Regions from separate parts of the Oryzias latipes genome. Here region 2 is linked to region 1. Evidence: chromatin contacts called from public Hi-C data. All regions are on one chromosome and are shown on one strand. The core of a region is the stretch at or near the end of the contact, and the rest is flanking DNA. Distances in the headings are between cores, read along the strand shown. Region 1 holds the start of LOC101163173 (calmodulin-regulated spectrin-associated protein 3). Region 2 holds the start of LOC101164402 (syntaxin-binding protein 2).

The links. A called contact is a pair of places that touch in the nucleus more often than the background predicts.
Region 2: a Hi-C map of embryo shows a contact between it and region 1, with 4 times the contacts expected there. The contact joins the promoter of LOC101164402 here to the promoter of LOC101163173 in region 1. A contact is called at or near these places in 3 of 5 Hi-C or Micro-C datasets (embryo and fibroblasts).

What each region holds. Positions count from the first base shown.
Region 1 is chr8:8,742,866-8,749,485 of ASM223467v1, forward strand. LOC101163173 (calmodulin-regulated spectrin-associated protein 3) reads right to left here and starts at 5,283. Exons shown (of 18, transcript XM_020705221.2): 1 at 5,052-5,283. The coding sequence starts at 5,184. LOC110015471 (a long non-coding RNA gene) reads left to right here and starts at 4,007. Exons shown (of 3, transcript XR_002290672.2): 1 at 4,007-5,193; 2 at 5,276-5,388; 3 at 5,502-5,704. It overlaps xab2 (pre-mRNA-splicing factor SYF1), which reads right to left. Exons shown (of 19, transcript XM_004071358.4): 19 at 6,581-6,620.
Region 2 is chr8:8,996,852-9,003,836 of ASM223467v1, forward strand. LOC101164402 (syntaxin-binding protein 2) reads right to left here and starts at 4,266. Exons shown (of 19, transcript XM_004071620.4): 1 at 4,195-4,266; 2 at 2,603-2,652; 3 at 2,429-2,510; 4 at 2,207-2,283; 5 at 2,040-2,115; 6 at 1,850-1,953; 7 at 1,415-1,563; 8 at 1,235-1,319; 9 at 627-757; 10 at 399-506. The coding sequence starts at 4,231. It overlaps pet100 (protein PET100 homolog, mitochondrial), which reads right to left. Exons shown (of 4, transcript XM_020705234.2): 2 at 6,703-6,789; 3 at 6,543-6,575; 4 at 5,495-5,903. The coding sequence ends at 5,814.

The sequences.
Region 1 (6,620 bases), core at 4,033-6,532:
TTGCGGTATATAAACAATTAGCAAAACAACCAAAAATATTATTCCCATTCTATTACAACAGATTAAAAATTATACAACAAATGACCCTTTTTGACGTAGGAGGCGAACATACAACATAATAGGGCGCCATCCGATTAGTTAACAACGTGAAGGGGTCCACCTGATTGGTCAAATGCAGAAAGGGATTCTTTCAATCCATTAAACACTTCAAGCTGCCATAAGATTGTTTGGCCACATCTAAGGTAACCATTTATTGCAAATTTGCTGTCTTTTGCGACATGCATATTGCACAGCTTGATATTGCGATAACGATAAATTTGCGGTATATTGTGCAGGCCTAACATACACATATTTATTTAGATTCATTTTGCTTTATTACAGTTAATATGTGAAAAATTAATAACTTCTCCATCCAATCATCAACCCCTTCTCTAAAAAAGGAAAAATAATTACAGAGAACTTGACTTAAGACAAAAACTAATCCAAACTAGACACCAAATCCTCTGCAGTTCAAATTAAAAATGGAATGTTTGCCATCAAAACTACCGGCTCAATAGTCTGAATATTCTGGAGCACTCCTCAAAAAGTAATCCAAACTAAAACAGCTTTTTTTTTATGTTCAGTTGCAGAATAATGATATTCAGTGTTACCTGAATGCCCATCTTTGTACCTGCAGGTGTCTTGTATATCATTTCTCTAGTAAAAACGTCATGTTTAATGCCATTTCCAGATCTACAGGATTATCCCCCAACCCCATTTCTGTCAACTGTCAAATCTTAAATTAGGTTCAGTTAAACCAAATAGTTAAAGGTGGTTATTCTCTTTGGGATTTCCGTAAATATGGGCAACAATACGATCTTAAAGAGGCAAACTTGATGCTCCTGCTTAGGAACAGGTTTAGCAGCATTCAAATAAAAAGCTGCAGGGAGTTGATGAGCAACAAAGTCAAACAGCAGCAGCAGCAGATCAGCAGTCAGCTGTTGTTGCAGGACCCTCAGTGTCTTTTCCATTAAAACAAGGTGGCTTGTATCAGAGATGGATCACTACACTCATCTAGTTATGCATTCACTGTCATAGATCCAACAACACGAGCCGCCACAACAAACAGCATCTGTTAGACACTGCCGCCCGCGCTCTGCGTCTCTTTTCATGGCTGTTGTAGTTTGTCAGACACGTGAGGAGCTCATTTGTTTCAACATTTTCAACTGGGAGATGAAACATCAGCGCACACATTAGTGAATATTTGTTTGAGGTCTATATCATTATTAGACTACATGTGTTAGAGAGAGGAAAAAAAAAAAGGTTGGCACTCTTTAAGAAGAAAGAACGGATTATCAGGAAGCAAAGCAGGATGCAAATGTTTCACTCAGTGAAGCGATGGAGATGGATATGGTCAGAATTTCCCTATGAATAATTCCTGCAGTGAACGATGACTTTGTGTCACAAACCGATGGCAGAATGAGCATTAATTTAAGTTGACAATTACACATGATCCTAATTAAACAAACTGATCATGATTCAAATTTAAATAAATAACCAAAGCACAAAAAAGAAGAAGCTCAAAACCATAATAACACAAAATTTTCCCATCAAAGCCTCCAGAAAAGCATTTAGAGTAAAACCAGATGCTGGCGTGAACTGAAGCAACCTTCGTTGGTCGCGCGGTCACAGTTTATCAACTGGTTTGAGCAAAAAAGAGGCAAAGGTCAACCATGCAAAGTTAACAAGCTTAGTCCCACACTGCAATACTGAATGGACTTTAAAAAAACAAACCTTGAAGTTAAATTGGATTCCTTTTACCCAAACAACTGCACCTTTCCAAGCTCTATAAAATAACTCTCATAAGTTTCTCTTTTCTTACAAAGCTAAAACCAAATCAACTAATTTCATCTCAAACTGAATACATTTTTGATCATTCATCAGACAGCATTCTTTTTCTGATGCAGCCTTAGCTGCTATCTATAGTGATTTGTACTGTTTGATAACAAGGCCAATGTCATATTTAATTGACTGGTTGGCTAGCATGTTGGTCATGTAACAAACATTACTGCAGATTTCCAATAGAGATAATCACAGACAACAGCTCCCAGAAAACTGAATTATGTTGATTAAAAAAACAGGCGGTTTGGTAAACAAGGTTGAATAAAACATTATCCATTTGGTTTTTAGATTTGACTGGAGAAATACAATAAGTTCCACAAAAAGGGACCTTTCACTGCATGTTTTAATGCTAAGAAACACAGAGAATAGGTTCAGAAACCCTAGTAAGCATTAGATAACTTAAGAGCTCAGATATAAATACAACTGCAAGATAAGAATGCCAGCAGGAAGTTCAGCCGAAAGGATTCCCAACATGGAATAAATACATCGGCAGAAGAAAACGTAAAACGTGACGGTTCCAAAGTCTTTCTGAGGCCAAATAACTTGTTTTTATACTGCCATGAGCTGTATTCTTACTTGGAAAATGTGCCTTTCTCCTCGGGATAAATAAAAAACATATGATAATCCACTTTTATTTTAGGAACAAAGCAGGTACTGTTTTGTTGCTCTGAAACCAAGCTGTAGTGAAAGCAGCTAACATTACAGCTTGCTCTCAGGTAATGAATCTCTAATGAAATAAACAGCTAGAACCACCTGAACCACATCAGCTGTGGTACAAGTGACAGCATGTTGGTCTACCTAAATTATCTTTTAACTCAAATAACCGTTTTTTTTGTTTTTGTTTGTGGTGACTTATCAAACAAAAAATTTAATAAAATTCTTGAAATATTATTCATGCCAGTGCAGGGCATTTTATTTCATGTCTATTTCCAAAAAATACATATTGTTGGATTGGACTTTAGATGCCTTTTTTTTTTAATATAACGCACAACTGAACAAAATATTGATAACTTCAAAAAGACCTACAATTTTCAGAAGGGAGAACTGCCCATATGAGGCAGTCCGCACCTAAACGTCTCATCTCTGCATGAATTCAGAGGCTGATCTGCCACAAATGGCCTGCATTGCGTCTTGCCCCACAGCAGCCATAAATTGCATTTGAGGCCCACTGTGCATGTAATAACACGGTTAACAAGGAATATTATTCAATTATGGGATTTCAGAAGCAAACATGACAGCACAGGGGAGCAGTATAAATATCCACGGGGCACATATATCTCCAAATTGGAGGAACCAACCACACTAAACTTGTTTATAGCCTAAATGAGAAAGGGGATTCTATCAATTGGCAATTTTTAAACAACAAAAAAAGGAGCTCAAATTAAAATCAGCAACTGTGACGGAAGTTTTGCTTCAAAGAAGACAAATTTACATTTTAATATTGTTTTGAGAAATAACATTTATGCTGACAACCAGTTGTTTTTATGACTGGGAGGGTGAGTAATTATGTCAACACGATCTTTGTATTATATTACAATTGCATGTTCATTTGGGTGAATATCTGCGTTTAGGCAACAGACACAAAATAATTGGACTCAGCATGTAAACCCAGTTTAATTCCAACAAAATCTCCTGTCTCCTTGGATCACCCTTAAATTAATGTCAGTCAACAATAGCCCAAAAACTAAATTATGTTTGCTCTGTATTCAAAACATATGACCTACAAGTCCTGGTATTAAAAAGAGATAATAGGGGGATTAATCCCCTCCTTTCAAAGAGAAGTGGGTCTGCTGCATGTTATTGTCTAAGGGAAACAAAAAAAAAGAAAAAGAAAATTGCAAGCCAATTACTTCAGGCTTCACAGAATATGAAGTTTTACATTCCATGGTGCTTATGTTTCCATGGGAACGTATGGTTATTGTTACTGGTTTCTGATACTGTATAGTCTGTGCATTCCCACAATCCCCATCGCATTTTTCCACGACAACACAGATATGTTAACACAAACACATCAGCAGATTATCATTAGATATTCACACAAGCTTAGCATTTCAAGTCAATCATGAACTGAGTTGAGCACACTAGAACTTCTACAATAACCTGCAAAGACAGTAAAAAAACTCACATTTTGGCCTCATTAATTGAATTGACCTTGAAGAGCTCAGGACCTGGTGACTCAGACCGTCTCGGTTCTGTTGTTCTGCTGAGCTTCTGAGAAGAGGCGAGATGAAGTCATCTTGAATTTGCATGAAGCCATCAGCGAGGCCATTGGCTTGATTAAAGCATAAACTAAGGGTTTTCTGGCAATGTTTCCACTCCTTGGCGTGTTGCTTCGGCCACTGGGTGTGGCTGCAGTGCTAAACCAAGTACACAGACCTGAAGAAGTCCTAAACCAAAGATCTGCTCAGGATTGGGAAACACCTGCATCCTATGGGTTCAAGTTAAATCCCCTCTTTAAACATTGCTGAACAAGTCCATTTAGTCTCATCCTCCTCCATATTGTTTTGAATGAATGAACACAAGGTTACTTTTATGTGCAGTCATGTAAAAGTAATAGTTTGTGAGACCTTGGTGTTCCAAAACAAAGAAGAATTTGACCACTTCAGGGTCAAAGCGGAGGCAGACCAAACCATGATAATGCCCCTTAAACCTCACACAACAATGAGTTTTTCCATTGGTTTCTTTAGAGTTTATTTAGTTTGACAGGTGCTGAATGATTGTTAAGTAATCACACTTAAAACATGAGACAAGGTGATATGAAATGAAAATAGGTTACATGTCTTTCACCACAGGAGAAGAAGAAGCAGCTTTTCTAGGGGGCATTGATTAAATCCCATCTATTTCGTGGTTTGCTGGTTTAAACACCAACCAGAAGTGTCACTTCAGACCTCCTGGCTAGTAACGAGGCAAAAATGAGTTAGCTTGATAAGGGAGGCCTACAAGAGGAGGCCCGCTTGTCTCTCAAACACACAGCCCGAGAACAACTGACATGTGTCACAGGGAAAAGTGCCTACTGTGCATGCGCACTGCCTTCTTTGTGCTTTAAAAAATGCTGAACTGTACACTGCAGCTTTCCTCGTTAGCGTTCTTCGCTATCGGGATATAAACAAACTGTTAGCCCTAAAATATAGTCTCCAAAACACACATTAGGGACTTGAAACAGATCCTACCTGCACTGCCGTACGACTTCGCCAGCAGCCATCCAACACTTGCGCATATTTTTGCTTTAGTGCAGTCATATAAATCCAATGGCTTTATGTCTGGAACCACAAAAGTCTTCCTCATGGTGGGAGAGTCCACCATGGCGAGCCGGTAAGTGAAGCGCTACCCGCAGAAAAATCGACGCGCGACCGTATTTAAAAAAAAAATATTCAAGCTGGAGTTCTTGTTGTAGATGATCCCACACGACGAAGCGAGGGCTGGAAAAATACGGATGTGGTACCGCGTTTTCCCAAGTAAATATCCGCCCCGTCCTGATTCCAAGCCAAAAAAAAAAAACCTTCTCTGGTGTGTGGTTTTCAAAGCGAACTACCTATTTCATTCTGTCGCTGTACTAATAAAGCCCTTACCCGCTGGACTTAGAAGATAATTTGGACTATTCTTCTTGTTTTTGACCTTAGTCCGCATTGCCGTGTTGTCAGTTCACCGAACAGTCCCATTCTGCCCAGTGGATGACTGACGACCAGGTGCTCCACACTGACACCGCTCTAACAGCCCGCCAGCCAATAGGAATTGCGCACGAGCTCTGAGGGCGGGATCTCTGTCCCTGAAGATGGCAGGTAGAGATGAGGATGTCTTTACTACAGGTGCATCGAAGAGACAGGTAAATGCCTGAGGGGACACTTAGTAGTGAACGACAATAAATGTTTTAAAGTGAAGTCTTTTCAAACTACAAATACCTTCAAAACCCCGTATTTTTATATATCTATATATATATTTATTTATATACAGATTTGTACAAATACCTATTTTAAAGAGGTTCATCACATTTTGCTGAAAGGTGTGGAGTTCCCTAAATTTACCACTCAAGTAAATCTGGAAGAGGATTTTATTTTAATCTGTTAAAAAAACTGAATCCCTTAGTACTTTTTAGTAACTTTTGAGACAGATGGGCAGCGTAAATCCTCTAAAAACACCAGTTTTGTAATACTACATACAATAAACTGATACTTTAATGACAAAATAAACGTAATTTATAAAGTAAACCATATCTTTTATCTTTTCTATTGTATCTTTATATACTTGCATATACTTGAATTAAATGGGCTCCAGTTTTTAAAAAAAACTGCATTGTATTTCTTAAAAAATGCCTCAGAATAGTGCAGAAGGGAAATAATTTCAGCCAAAACCCTTCAGTGTCCACAAATGACTCCTCTATGGTTGTGATTATGCTAAGAAATTCTGAGAGTATAAATTAGGATACATAGCAAACCTTTGACTAAAACTGTAACAGCTAAACAAAGTCTTCCTATTGCATGTTAAGTATTTTATAATTAGTTTCATCAAAGTGATTTGTGAATACAAAACTGCTGTTTGAGTCTGGAGACAGTGACTATTAGTAATAGAAACAAATGGTTTTAGGAAATACATGGCTTGTTTAACTAACCAGTTTATGCGTCTTCCTCATAGGTTTAACACTTGTACATTTTAAAGATACCAGCTAAACAAAGTACCTTTCTTTTTTTTCTGTTACGGCAAATTTGACATAAGAGAGCATGGTCACGTTTATTTTAAAGAAC
Region 2 (6,985 bases), core at 3,016-5,515, 250 kb after region 1:
TTTAAATGACCAGACTCTAGAATAAACTGCAATCTAATAATATTTTAAGTATTTAATAAAGCATTTTTATGTAAACATATTTGTACTAGAAAAATAAAAATAAAACACATTTATCTATCTATACAACATAATGTATACAAAGTTGGTGAGATCCTTTTTTACATATCTACAATTGTTTCCTTCCAAACAAATGTCATAACTAAGCGAACATAAAAGGTTTTAAAGATAAAATAATTTGACTTTCTCTTAATACACTGCAAGCTTAAATTTTTCAATCAATTTATACACTTTTAAGAATAAACCACAAAATAAGTGTCTTGTAATAAATCAAAACAATCAAATGAATGCCCCTAATGAACTAAATAATGTAGATGTAGATGTAGCTGCGAGAGACTTACTTTGTGACATCTGCAATGTGTTGATGCCTGAGCTGAACCCAGAGCTCATCATCTTCATCCAGTAGCACTTCTCTTTGTTTTGAATTCCCAACACCGGTTGTCTGGTAGCTTAACATAAAGACAGAAATCCATCATTTTGGGGCATCAATGCATCACTGACAGTACAGAGGTATTGCAAGGTACAGAAGTAAAAAAAAAACAAAACAAAGGAAGGCAAAGCTAACTTACGTGTAAATGTCCTGTTTGATATCCAGCAAGTCGTAAGCCATCGCTTGGAAGGTCAACTCATGTAGAACAGGTGAGATGGGATCAAACCCGCGATCAACGATAAGCAGCTGGGATCGTGCTTTATCTGCACCCTTTGTATAACAAAACAAAGAAATAAATAAATGATCATCATCTCAGATTTATTTTGTTGTTTGTTCTCATAAAGAAGGATTTACACTCAGATGATGCCTTGTCATGTCAAGGCTCTACCTTAAAACTTTTAAGACAGAGTTTTGGATACATGAAAGTATGTAAAAATGCCTCATGCTTTTGTCATGTGTTGGGAAAAAATAGAAATAGAAATAGGTATACCTGCCTGTTAAGATATCTTGATAGCAAGGAAATGTCAGCTAAGAAAGACAGAAAAGATGAAGGTGAAAGGGAAAGGTCAAGAGAAAAAATTAAGAAATTAAACCCAGAACCCATAGAATAATTAACAATTTATGAAAATAAAGAAGTGCAGAATCTAAATAGAAGTGTAATCTAATAAAGAGGAAGTTTGTTTTAGAAACAGTGACACAGCAGAGCAAGGGAGACATGGTTGTCGGGTGTTCTTCAAATTTCCTTACCTCTCCCATGCTCGGGTTGTCAGCTTTGTGAGCAGTTAGGCGCCTGCTGACCTCCTCAGCAAGTTTAGCATTTTCTTCAGGTCCCCTAAGACAAAGAATTAAAACATCCTGAATAACTAAGTACATTAAGTTGCAAAAAACAAAAAAATTCAAAACAACTTTCAAGTTAAGCTTCTGTACTTGCGGTATCGGACTGCAGGAAACTCTTTGAGTGTGTCACACAGAGTTGCAATCTGTTCCGCCATATTTTCTATCATTCTGTCTTTGCTTTCACATGGTCTGGAGCCGTAGAATGATTTAAAAGAAGAGGGACTGTCCAAAGAAAATACCTACAGGAAGTTATAACAATTGAGGTCAAATGTTCAAAGATACTAACACAAACAAAAGGTTAAATAAAAAGAAATGCCTGCAGTCCAGCAATAACAACCAAAAGTCTGCCGTTTCATTTTCAACTTTCATTTTAAAACCTGCTACTTTATTTCCCCCTTACATTTGAGCATTAAACAACATTGGAACACAAAAGGTTTTCATTAGTTACAGCAGACAGAAACTTTGGGAATAAAAATACTGCAACTAAAAGTACAATAATTAGGCATTTAAGAGCTAATGGTTTACCTGAGACTCATACGGCAGGAATGCAACATTGATTTCTTTCAGTGTCTTGATAACTTTGGCCACTCTGGATCTTCCAATCTCAGCAAAGAGACTATCTGAACAAGCTTAAAAAAACAGACAGCAAGAAAAATGTTTGTTTTATTCCAAATGTTTTTGTCTTTGTTAATTTATAAAAGCTTTCATTTCTTACCATCGGTAAAGAAGATGTGGGCTGCTTTGTAAGTAAAGACTGTGTCCTTGAAGTCATTGATGAGAGCTTTAACTGACTGTAAAATAAATATTTGTTTATTCAGGGGATTGCAAATGAGAGAAAAATATGTCATCAACTCTTGTAAAAGAAAATCAGAAACATTTAACCTTCTCCATTGGTGATATCAAATAAATGGCTTCCAAACTTGAGATTGGCTCCCTGCACTTATTAATGTCCTCCACAACTAGAAAATGAAAACGGCAGATGAGACATTTTCTCCCCAAACATTCAACTTTTTTCTAAAATAAAATTTCAACAAATATAAATCTTCCAAAAATAAGTGGTATTATGGTCTACATTTAATGAAATCAGATTATCTGTGGACTTACTCGTCACTCCCTCGGCGAGAATATCAGACATCTTGCAACAAGAGGACAGAATCCTCATGCTCATGTGATCCACAATTAAAACCTAAACAAGACGGAGTAAACAAAAGACGTGATCACATTGAAAGTGAAAAGGAAAGACAAAACAGGAAGATTTTTCTATTTGAGCAGTTTTACCTTCCATTCTCCGTCCTTCTTTACACTCTTGATGACTCCATTAAGGATTTCTGAAAAAGGCGCAGAAGAAAAATTGTACGTTATTAAAACTATATGAGCAATCTAGCTGCACAAGGCAAAGTAAACGTTGTGGCATTTTTGCACTGACTTCAGTTTAAAAAAATCCTGAGCACTGTAAACAAAAAAAAACAAAAGCCAGATATTTCATTTCTGGAAAAATATGCATGACTTGTGTTTTTATTCAAGCTTAAGAAAAAAAACAATAAAAGGGAATATCAAATAGTAAATCACCTGCATGGTTTGCCTTACCTGCTGGTTTTTAATATTTTACAAGAAGGAACGGAATAATGTTTCAGACATAAAAATGTGATGATAAGCCTGTTGATCAACAATGTGCTTTAGACTATTTCCTTTACTACTACAATCACTTGAATATTCAAAATTTAACAGAATTACTTGATCTTGGCAAATGAGCAAAAAGATGTTCTTTTAACACAAGAAATTCATGACACGACTATTTTAAAAGCAGTAAAATGTCCTGTAGTGCTGCTGTGGAATAGTTTTATATTTTTCTATTTGAAAAAATTAATAATTATGTCTGTGTTTTTGAAATTTTAATTCTATATGAATTAATTAGGTTTTATTAATTCAACAAAATTCATTGGACAGTCTCAATTTTTGGTATATTTTGACCTAGTTTTGCAATCAGCAGCAAGAGAGAAACACATTTTTTATTCGCAATTTGATGTTAAAAATAAATAATTAAAAAATAAATAAATAAACGATCTGCTTGGATTGTAAATTTTCGTATGAAATAGCAAATCCAAAACTAAAAGAAAACATTTGTTTTTAGTAAATATCTGAGGATTCCATGTCTATTTTTCAGATGTATGGCCTCAATACTATATCACCCTCTTTATTATTATCTTCAACTAGTCAAATATTTTCAAAAGAAATGTATTTAAACGTTGATATTTTTACACACACAGCATTTCTTTCAGTGGGGTGTGTTGTATTATAATGTCATGCAAATGTTTTCAGGCAGCCATTACGTAATTTCTCATAAAACTATGACCGTATTACGTACACGTTAAAATGTTTGAAATTAAAATGACAGAAACTTTAACATGATCTTTGGTCAGACCTTTTACATGTGTTGGATGGTTGCATCTCGAACAAAGTTGCTAAACTTCCTTTTTACATCATCAGACACTGAGTTAGCAACTGTTACTGTTAGCTCCCAACTTGCCAGACCATGACCATTTTTGTCGCAGTTTTTAATGCTTTCAATTTAGAAAATGACAATAAACCGGTCGACAACTTTCTCCTAGCCACTAGTATCTGAAAATAAACATGTCTGAGATATGTATTTATTCGTAGTTTAATGAGTAAAAACTCTTCTTTATTAGTTACGTTGATGTTGGGTGAAACAGGAAGAAAAACTCAGTGTATCAATCATAATAAGAAAACACGGGTGTGTCTTATTCGTCAGTTCCTATCATTACAACAACTGAAATCCAACCAAACCATCCACCATTTCAACTGTTTAAGTATTTGGAAAATGTTTATATTTTAAGGAATTTGATACTTACTTTCTCCGACTACCGCTTTCAGCCCACTCGGTGCCATCTTGGCAGGAGACTGGTAGAAGTCAGTCACTTCCTTATGTTTAAAGCGCAGTTTTTGAAAGTGCAACATCGCCCCCTAACGTCAGATCTGGGCAATCACCCAAACTATTCCTTAACTCCATGCCTAATGATCCTAGTCTGTAAACATGCAAGCAAATTTTAAAAAATAAATAAATAAATGTAAAAAAAATTCTTATCATACAAAAGGAAATTATTTAGTAAAAATCAAATCTGCAAAAAATTAGCATTTGTTTAAAAAAACTCTTAAAAGAGGGGAAGGAAGGGGGAGGCAGGTGACCCTTTACTGAGAAATTAGTAACCATTTAAATGGCCACTTCTGATAGCCTACATGTCTTTATCATTGTTTAATAAAAAAACAGAATCTCTGGTGTTATATTCTGTAAATAAAAATTTTAAAAAAGTGTATTCAACTCAAAACCTTGGGCTTTTGTGAAGCCTCATATTCCTAAATAATTGTTCATTCACTCTTTTCATCATTTGTTTAGAATCATTCTTTCAACATACATACCATTGTAGCCATACTTTGTCAAACTGATGGCCCAAAGTTTGACAAGAATAAGCAGTTTTTGATTCAACTCGTTATCACAAGGCTACAAAACAATTCATTTTTGCAGCATTTAACCATTAGTAGTTTGGTGCTTCTCCTATACACTGTTTGGTTTCTGCCAAATTCAGGGCTTTGCTGCAAAAAACATTTTTTTATACAATTACCACACTTGTTCACCTTTTAGCAGATCCCTTCACAACAGCGAATCACCCAGACTTGGGCCCCCTAGTGGCTACATAGTTAGGCAGTAGAGAGAAGGGTCTTGCCCAAGGACCCACACTGGATGAAGCTCATAGTCCCTCCAGGGACATGAACCCTTGTTTCCCACGCACCAGTCCTACACGCAGCCAACTAAGCCATCCAGCTGCATTTTTAATTTTCCATAAATAAATTAATTCAATAATGCATTGAAATTGTGAAATATGAATGACTTTAGAAAAATAAATTATTTGATAATGGTTTTAACTTCTTAAGATACTTTGAAGTGTCTCTGAAGATTATATGTTTTGACCTTTGGGTAGCATTGCAGCAATGAATTAATCTATATTAGCCTCTGTATGTATAATAGAATAATACTACCCCAAGCTGGCATAAAACTTTTTTTCCTATTTTGACAACAAACATGTCAATAGTACCAGGTAGGTTACTTGAGTAACAAATATTTAGTTATTGAAACTAATAAAAATAAAATAAGAATCCAACAATATTGCTGTGTTTTACTTTACTCCCATTAAAAAACAAGACATTGTTACATCACAAGCAGCTAATTTTTTCATGACAGCAAACTATATCAGTTAATCTTAAAGAAACAAAATATTAGTCACTTAAAAGAAATCTTGCAAAAAATATATATAATTGAAATACATCCTTAATATTGGGTGAAGTATGAAAATGTCCAGAACTTCTTTAGAACATGGATGTCTGTGTTGATTTTCCCGTTTTGACCATGCCTTATTATTGCCCTGTAACCTTATTGTTATGAGAAATCCCTGTATTTTTACAATTTTCGCAATCATCAATTCTCAGAGTCCACAGCAAAAGTCTTTAACATTCGCTGCTCCTTTCTGACACGCATTCGCTCCTTGAAGTCTTCCAGCTCTTTCCTCTGAAATAAAAAAAACAAAAACATTTCGATCATCCAATGTGATATTAATCTGTTTTCAAACATAATGCACTTTAGATGCTACCTGTTAAGATGCTACCTCTTACTCGATAAGCTAAGAACACTTAAAAATAATATTTCAAAGTATGATCATTTGAAGCAATATTGACAGCATGACTCCTCACAAATGTTTATCTGGCTACCAGATAAACAGATAGTTGATTTTAAAGTTTATAAAACAATAAATTGAGTAGGAACTAGACACTCTCCACAAAATAAACAAGGCTCTAAGATCTGCAGAAGCAATCAACTGGGAGAACAACACTTAGAACTAAACCGAATGAAGCTTATTTCTGTTTTGTTGCTGCAATGAGCTCAGACTTCCATTAAAGTCAATGTTTAAAACGTTGCTTTTTTTAATGTTAAAGTCCAACTTTTCATTGTTTTATTAAAAAAATGTTTTCAACTTTATTTAACTTTCATTTCACTTTGTGTGTGCTGCAAAAGCTTTGGCATCTATGCAAGGACTGTTAATAGTTTATGTGTAAAAAATAATCTATATGATCACGCTTTCTTGCCTTAATGAGAAAAATATAAACAGAGGGGAAAAAACGGTATCTATGCTCTTTATTTTACACATACCTTTAACTCCTCACCAGGGGGGAAGATTTCTCTCTGGATACAATAAAAAAAACATTCAGTAAAAGAGGACAATTAAGAATTATTAATAAAGACAAAAAACGAGAATTCATTCAACGAGAATATATTCCTAAATTTTTATAGCTAAATAAAACAGACTTACTTTTCTCTTTACTATGTACTCCTCAAAGTACTCTGCTTGATTTGAGATCCAAAACATGGCCACAGGAAAAGACAAATACAGCATCATCTGCTCAAACAACAACAACAGATCATCATGATATTAGCTGAAAACAAAACGCGAAAGGTAAAATTTCTGAAACTGGCTAAATGGATTTCAAAAACGAATGTTGCCATTTTACACATTTAGGCTTCCTAAAAACACAAACAATTACATCTGTGTTTTAATTAATACTTACTCGGAAAACCTCAATTTTAACACCCAT